Linked DNA regions of Gossypium raimondii: region 2 is linked to region 1. The links are chromatin contacts, called in public Hi-C maps. All regions are on one chromosome and are shown on one strand. The core of a region is the stretch at or near the end of the contact, and the rest is flanking DNA. Distances in the headings are between cores, read along the strand shown.

Evidence for each region. A called contact is a pair of places that touch in the nucleus more often than the background predicts.
Region 2: a contact with region 1 is called in a Hi-C map of leaf, with 2.4 times the contacts expected there. The contact joins the promoter of LOC105804450 here to the promoter of LOC105804456 in region 1. A contact is called at or near these places in 2 of 2 Hi-C or Micro-C datasets (both in leaf).

What each region holds. Positions count from the first base shown.
Region 1 is chr11:16,179,653-16,184,188 of ASM2569854v1, reverse strand. LOC105804456 (tubulin alpha-5 chain) reads right to left here and starts at 2,477. Exons shown (of 5, transcript XM_012637097.2): 1 at 2,240-2,477; 2 at 1,606-1,820; 3 at 1,316-1,515. The coding sequence starts at 2,352.
Region 2 is chr11:16,417,790-16,422,325 of ASM2569854v1, reverse strand. LOC105804450 (syntaxin-132) reads left to right here and starts at 2,477. Exons shown (of 13, transcript XM_012637081.2): 1 at 2,477-2,775; 2 at 3,366-3,467; 3 at 3,646-3,702; 4 at 4,213-4,261; 5 at 4,471-4,536. The coding sequence starts at 2,758.

The DNA of each region.
Region 1 (4,536 bases), core at 1,228-3,727:
ATAATCACTAGAGATGATAGTGAAGAAATCCACCAAGTTCGACAAAACTTGTCAGTCTGCTTTCAAATGAAGGAACTTGGCCAACTTAAACACTTCTTGGGGTTAGAAATTGATCATACAAAAGAAGACATGTTTCTTTGTCAAGAGAAATATACAAAAGATTTGTTGCAGAAATTTGGAATGCTCAATTGCAAAACCATCACTATACCAGTGGAACCAAACACTAAGTTTTGTGCTCATGAAGGGAAAGACTTGGAAGATAGGTTGATGTATCAGCAACTTGTAGGTAGTCTCATTTACCTAACTTTAACTCGACCTGATATTTCATATATTGTTGGGGTAGTGAGTCAATATACGCAGAATCCCAAGAAACAACACTTGAAAGCAGTTCGACGAGTTCTAAGATATGTGAAGGGTACTCTTGATTATGGTCTTCTATATAAGAAATGTGAGGTTTGCAAACTAGTTGGTTATTGTGATGCTGACTATGCAGGGGATCACGATACACGTCGATCAACCACTGGCTATGTATTCAAGTTTGGTTCAGGGACAATTTCTTGGTGTAGTAAAAGACAGCCAATTGTGTCCTTATCGACAACAGAGGCAGAATATAGAGCAACAGCTATGGCAGCCCAAGAAAGTACATGGTTAGTGCAACTTGTGGAAGATTTGCACCAAAAAGTTGATTATGCAATACCCCTCTATTGTGACAATCAATCAGCTATTCATTTAGCAGAAAATCCTGTGTTTCATGCAAGGACAAAACATGTGGAGGTGCAGTACCATTTTGTTAGGGAGAAGGTGTTATAAGAAAAAATTGAGTTGTCCTATGTCAAGACTAATAACCAGGTTGCAAACTTGTTCATAAAAGGCTTGAGTACAACTAAGTTGGAAAAGTTTTGCTCACAACTTGGGATTGTGAAAAGGTTTGGAGTTGGCGTTGAGGGGGAGTATTAAAGTTCACAACCAACTTAGTTAGTGACCTAAAATCTTGGGCATATCAGCAGATGAAATATTCAAATTAGTTTCAATAAAGTTGTTGGATGGTTAGCTAAAATCATGGTTTAATATCTGATTGTGATTTTGCTTCTGAGTTATCCTATTTTTTAGCTAAAGTTGTTGTAGTTTCAGCCTATATAAAGGATGTAAATCAGTGAATAAAAAAGTGTCTTGAGTTCTTATTTTTCATTGAGTCTTTTGTATATAATTCATAAAGTGTTATTGATTGAGTTTCTTTTTGTTCTTTTTTTTACAGCAAATCTAAGCAAACAACTAGATTATCTCATACATTTCCCTAAAGTGTTCAGGGAATTACCTGAGGAGAAGGGAAGATGGTGAAGCCGAGTTTTGACTTCTTTCCATAGTCAACAGATAAGCGCTCCAAAAGCAATGAACCCAAACCAGAACCAGTTCCACCACCAACAGCATTGAATACCAAAAATCCTTGCAGACCAGTACAGTTGTCAGCCAATTTTCTTATTCGGTCAAGGCAAAGATCCACAATCTCCCTACCAACTGCAGCAGGCAACATCAACGAAGAAGTTTAATCCAGTGACCAGATGTAATAAAACTGCTATTTAGGAACAGCAGAAGAGATTGTTGTACCTGTATAATGTCCTCTAGCAAAGTTGTTAGCAGCATCTTCCTTGCCAGAAATAAGCTGCTCTGGATGAAAGAGTTGTCTAAAAGCCCCAGATCTAACTTCATCAATCACAGTGGGCTCTAGATCAACAAATATAGCTCTCGGCACATGCTTGCCGGACCCGGTCTCGCTAAAGAAGGTATTGAAAGCATCATGACAAGCACCCACAGAGGTGTCACTGCAATCAAACACAAAAGAATTTTGTTAGGTTCAAATTAAATGATTGGTGATCCATTTATAGAATTTTGTTAGGCTTTGAAAATTATCTCACTGAAGAATTAGTAGTCACCGACATGCATTGGTTGCTATTGAACTCCTATTATATATTTGAACACTATAAGCAAAGAATTAGGGAAGCTAATGAGGTGAAGACACATGAGCAAGAAGTTTGATCAAATTGTTCATAATCGCTTATTAAAGAACAACAAAACAGTGAAAAAATAAAGCGGAAATCCAATAAGTACATAACAAAATTATGTTGAATTCTATAGCTTTACTTCAATTCATACCAAAACCCCATTTTCATGAAGCATAATTCATTAGAAGAAATTTCTATTTCTACCAGAAGAAAGAAGAAAAGCCAGTTCCAAAACGTACCCAGGCATCATCCCATCAGGTTGAATTCCATGTTCAAGGCAGTAAAGCTCCCAACAAGCATTCCCAACCTGAATTCCAGCTTGCCCAATATGAATGCTGATCACTTCCCTCATCTTTTGCCTTGTTTTCGAAAACCCAAATTTGAAACAATACTTTGTGTTTCTTCAACCCTCTCTTATGAAGGAAAAGTTTGAAGAGGAATGAATGAACGTTAAAAGTAAGAAAAAGATGAAGTGGGGGGGGGGGGGTAATTAAAGGGCGGCAGAGAAAGGGGTTTAGAAGTATATTCAATTGAAGAGTTTGTTGGGGTCCCGCCATTTGTAGCCAACTGTATAATGGAGTTCAACCAGCTCGGCTTCCTTTGTCCCTTCTCTCATGCTCCAACTGTTTGGCCATGCATGCTACCACTCCCTTTCATCCTTATTAATTAAATATCTTCATACATACATATCTATATGAAGTAAAACCCTTTTTACTATCATTTTTTTAAAAAGAGACCTTATCAACAATGAATTTAAAATAATAAAAAAGTCATTTAATCATTAAATAATAATATGTGATAAGTTTATTGAGATGGAGGAGTATTTCTTTTTTTGAATTTTTGTGGATTTTAATTTTTTTTAATAACGGAATAGATTATCATTTGCCATATTTTAGATTAAATTAGTTGAATATGCCGAAAAAATTGGTACCATAGGTCGATTTTTTTAAAAAAATTTAGGGAAATAAATCATTTTTGGAGAGAGAGTGTGAAAGTGCGTCCAGTTGAGTGGAGAAAGTGCACCAGCTGAACGAGGTTTTCTATTGACTTGTTAGGGAAAGTGTGTCTAACTAGACACGCTTTCTTTGTAATTATCAAAAAACGCGTTTAGTATAGGGGTGAGTAAAATTCGATTCGACTCGAAAAAATAAAAAAATTCTAATTTCGAGTTAAACGAATCGAGTTATTCGAGTTATTCGAATCAACTCAATTTTTTTTTTCAAATTTCGAGTTCGAATTGAGTTGAGTTTTTGAATTCGAATAACTCGAATAATTCGAATATCAAACTATAATATTTTATATTTTTACCCCAAACTCCCAAACCTTTTTACTTTTCCCTCAAAAGTTTTACTCCTTCCCACTTTCCTCCCAAAACTTTTACTCCTGTCTCCTCCCAACCCCCCAATCTACCCAAAATTCATTTCCCACCAAAATTATACTCTCCCATTTACTTTTTCTCAAAATTTTACTCCCTCCCACTTTTTCCCTAAAATTTTTATTCCCTTCTCATCCCACCTCTCATCTACCCTAAACCCTCCCCCCTCCAATTTTTTTTTAATATTTTCCCTCCAAAATTTTACTCCCCCTATTTACTTTCTCTCAAACTTTTATTCCCCAAAACCTTTTATTTTCCCCCTAAACTTTTACTTCTCACCATTTACTCTAAAATAAAAAATCAAAATTATCCAAAAAAAACCACTAAACATAAATAGTAATAATTTTATTTATATCTACTATTTATATTATTAAATTAAATTTCACATTTTATATTATTTATATTATTGAATTGTTTAGTCATATTGAATATTTATATTAAAATTGAATTATTAATTATGCCATAAAATATTTGTGTTAAAATTTTATATTGGTATCAATTTCACATTTTATTTTTAAAATAACTTTTATTAAAAATCATATTTTTACATTTAATATATTTTTAATTCCAAAATACATAGTGACAAGAATCTGAAGATAATTGAAACAACTAAGCAAGCAAAGAAGCTAACTAGTATATAAAAAATTAATAAATAAATTATGAGGTGATGAAAGTTAATAAAAAAAATTGATTAAGGTGGATAAATTTTATTACGATGGGTGACAGTGGTTACAAGGACCCAAAATTATTTTTTAAAATTTAACTCGAACAAATATATTCGATTCGATTCGAATTCCATCTCACTAGACTCGATTCGAGAAAACTTCAAATAAAGTTAGGATGATAAAATGAGATTCGAAAACTTGATTAACTTAAAAATTTTCGATTCGATCGAATGCTCACCCCTAGTTTAGTATGCTTTCCCTAATGTGTCAGCATGAACGCTTGTCCAGCTTAACACACTTTTATACACTCTTTAAAAAAAACGACATATTTCTCTAAATTTAAAAAAGAGCAACCTATTTTACCAATAATTTTTTTAGTATATTTGACTAATTTAAACCATATTTTAGACTTATCATTTATCATATCAACAAAAATTAACGATCAAGTTAATTGATAATGACTTCTGTTAATTTTTTAAATTAATTTAATTTTAAC
Region 2 (4,536 bases), core at 1,228-3,727, 240 kb before region 1:
TTATTACAATGCCATTCTTTTAGTTACATAACTACCAACTGAGTATTTTTTATTTCAAAATGTCACACCAAAATTCACAAAAAAATTTAACAAGGTTAATAATCAGACCTAAATTTTGAAATTAAAAAAATAAAAGACTAAATTTATAGAAATAAAATTATAGAGACTAAATTCTAAATTTGTGAAAAGTATTAGATTTATGGCATATTTTAACTTGATTATTAGGTTCTGTGGAGTTTATTATTAACTCCTAAAATTTCGTAGGTGGTTAAAAAAGTATAATTTTAAATGTAGTCCTCGACTTTTTTTTTGTCAATTTAGCTTTTATTAATTTTTAACTAAATTTAACCATTTGTGTTTCAAAAAGTGTCAAATAGCTTATTTTTAACAAAATGTCTACTAAAACATTTATTTTTTTAACAATGTTGGCATGGCAACTAACATGGAAATCGTGTGTAGTTCATGCTAACATGGTACAATTTATCTTATATGTCATGTCAACAAATAATTTAAAATTTATGATAAATTTAAAAAATAAAAATTAGCATAAAGCACATGTGAATTGTCATACGAGCTATCATGTTAAAAAATTTATGTTTTATTGTATTTGATGTTTTATATTTTTAATTTGCTTTATATAAAAATAATATATATAAAAATTAATACGGACAGGCCGAGCCAAGCTCGGATTTAGCATTTTTTATCCAAGTCGAGCTTGGGCAAAATTTTAGACCTATTTTTTGAGTCAAGCTAGGCCAATTTTATAAAATTTTACATATCGCCCGACCCATTATTAGGTCTAGGCACGACTTGCCCAAATAGCTTATTTTATAGTTTAAAAAATAGAAAAAATATTTCTATTTACATTTAATTATTAAAATATATCATATTAATTTTTTTACATTTTTACTATTCCGTTAAAATATGGTACTTATTTTTAAAAAGATTAATATATTATTTGGTACCTAAGCTTCTTTTGCCCACTTTGATATTAGAACTTGATGTTTTTTTCTTAATTTGGTATATAAAATTTCTTTTTGGTCCAATTTAATACATTACAACATGTAAGAATATTCAAACTATCTGAAACAAGAAAAACAGTTCCCCAATGCAACCCCAGCACTAAATTACCTTTGACAGATACACAAGACAATCAAGATCTTCTTCAACAGACAGTATTTATCAACATGGATGATTATCTCTACATTATTTCACAAGCCAAGAAAAGAAACCCAGATTCATTTTCCCCAATTAAACGATCAAAACAACTGATCAGTAAAAATCAAACCCTTTATATTAACAAGCTTTCAGAAAAATGAAATAAAGATCCAAAGGCAACATAATTAAAATGAAATCTAGAGATGTATGTACCTTTGACATGTTAAGACAGGCAGATGCAAAGGTTTTTTTTTTTTTTTAAGACAGAAGTAGATTTATGTAGGAAATGGGGAAGGTTCAATTGTTTTATATAAATATTTGATTGAGTCAGCCCGCCAATGATCCAAGGTAGTTGAAGGGATGAAAATGTTGAACGTTGAATAAGAGAAAATAGTAAGTAAATAAAAAGTTGGAGCCAGAGGATGAACCCCCCTTCTAGATCTTGATACGAAAAATATTAATTTAAAAATATATTATTATATATTTTTTACTTAATAGTTTTTATTTGTAAAATAAACTATTAATATACTAAATAATGTGCTTTTAATTCAAAAAATAATAATACTTTTTGCAAAAATATACGTTTAAAAATTCTAACTACCAAAATGATCTGTTAGTATAATTTTAAAAATTCCAATAAAATCAGTAAAATGATATATAATATATTTTATAAATTATTTTTTAATTTTAATTTTAATTTTATCAATTTTAATAATTTATATTGTAATATCAAATTCTAACAAAAAATTTATTTATTCATCTAAATAAAAGTCGATAAAGGAAAATGAGTATAGTTACGCGTATTATATTTCAAACAATAAAATGAAGGAAAAAAAAAACCCCACACCACTTGGTCATATATTTATAAACATTATCCTTCACATATGTGCAATATTAAATATATTTTATAAATCATGTAATTATAATTACAATAAAGGTTATAAAAATATTAAATAAAATTTATATTTAAAATGGGTTGAAAAAATAGCCTTGTACAAGCTGAATGCTTTGCTCCAACGTGGCGCCGCCCACAAATGAAGGTAACTAGGACAAATGTGTAAGTTAAAAAGAATCATTTTCAGACAAGGAAAATCAAAGTTTCGAGTTTCCGCGGACCTAACTCTAAAAGAGAAAGAATGTTCCTCATCTGAAACCGTGTCTAATCAACAATGGCCGTTAATCATCCATCAAACGAGGGACCTACAAATTTCAACGCCTATGATTAAATAAATTTCCTACAATTCACCGTACTTGATAATCTGTCTCCACGCTTTTTTAAAGTTTGCTTTTGCCATTCTTCTGAAACGGATCCCCACCTCTTTTGTTTCTCCCTTTTCTCTCTTAAAAATTCACAGGGAAAATAAAAGAAAAAAAAAGTTGAAACCCTAAAATTTAAAAAAAGACCTGGTTTTTTTAAATGTAAAAAAAAAACCAGGTCTTATCAACAATTATAATAGTTATTGTGTTATTATTAATTAATATTAATATTAATTAATCACATTTTATATTTAATATGTTTTTAATAATTTCGTTTTAGCTTTCTCCATTTTTTGGTTTCTTCTCTTTGAAGCTTCGTTGAGTCTTGTTCATCTTTCCACAATGAACAACCTTTTAACGGTAACATTTTGCAATTTTCGAATTGTTGCTACTTATTATTTGTTTGCCTGTGTTGGTTTTTGTTTCGATTTAAGTTTTTCTTTATTATTTTTATTGATGAGGATAGCTGCATTTTGTATATTTTATTTGGATCCTGATTAAAAAAAAGAAATTTAATGTTATTGGGAAATGATTGTCAGGAGACTAGTGAGCTCATTTTTCTTATAAGACGAAGGTTAATAGAAATTGCTGTTAATTCAGTAGGAATTGAATCAATTTAGAAGTTTATCAAGCTAATTAATTAGTTAGTCTTAGGTATTGAAAACTAGATCAAAAGAACTTATAACTTAAGCTTGTAAAGGAATGTAATCAGCATTCGTTGAATTTAAAAGGAAAAAAACTAAGCATGAACTTGTGTTATATAATTTTTAAATTTTGTGTGGATAGAAAAATGTTTTTAGGTATAATTAAGATATTTTCAGATGGCTCTCTTTGTAAATTCTTGGTCTGTTTAGAATAAGCAGATGAGCTTGTCTGCTTTGAATTATGCTTTAGTAATTTTTATCTTGGCTTGGTATAAACTAGTTGCACTCGTGCTCTATTTCTTGCAGGAGTCCTGTGAAATCCCTAGAGGTGGATCCCAAGGTAGAGATGTCGAGTTAGGAGCTCCAATGAACTCTGGAGAACTCTGTCTTCAAGAATTCTTTGTAAAGGTGCTATAGACTTCTTGATGTAATAACTATCCTCTGTAAGCTAAGCAGCAATATATTGGATTCGTAACTGCAATTGCAACTTTTCTTCGTGTTCATCTCTTTAGGCGGAATTAAATTTCTTTATGGCATAAGCTATGGCTTGAATCACTGATCTCATACTATGTTTTGTCTTTTCCAGGTTCAAGAGATAGATAAACAATATGAGAAGCTGGATAAGCTACTCAAAATGCTTCAGGTATCTTATTTAATATATTTCCCGATTCCTTGTATGATACCAAAGCTTCAAGATATCTGTCTTCAATATTTTGCTTACTAGTATGAATTTTAGGAATTGTTGGATGTAATTCATCTAAAACTGACTGAAACCTTGAGGATTCCTCAGTTTTTAAGACTGATATGGAAGAAGAGCAAAAATTTTGGCTTGGATCTTTCCTGAGCTTTGACATTACTTAATCTTTCACCCCTTCCTGATTTTAAGGTTTGTTCAGCTTTAGTATTGTTTTTATGATTTTCAAGACTGCAGTGTGAAAGCACTAGCATCCCGCTCTCTCTAGAGCCATAAAACCTATAGTGAAGAAATCTATTTAGGTTGCTAAATTCCAAGTTTTTCCATTTAGTGTTTCATGAATCCAAGGCCAAGATACATACTTGCTGGATGATTTGTGAGTGATGAATCTTGTGAGCGACATCATTGGCTATTGATTAAGATGTTCGGATGCCATTTTCATTCAAATATTTTATGCAGGATGCACATGAGGAATCAAGGACAGTAACTAAGGCTCCTGCCATGAAATGTAAGCAATATTCTGTTTCATGCTTCTCTTACATTCATAGTTCAGTGAAAGTTGCAGGGAAAACAAATGATGAGGTCTGTGCTTGTATCTTTTCATTTATCACTTTGATGTTGAGAATATATAAAATAAAAGCCTATTCTTAATTAACTGAATTTTGGTTACCCTGTTTTGAACTTAAAGCTCATGATGGATGCTATTATCATCTGTAGCTATCAAACAGCGAATGGAGAAAGACATTGATGAAGTTTTAAGAGTTGCTCGATTTATAAAGGGGA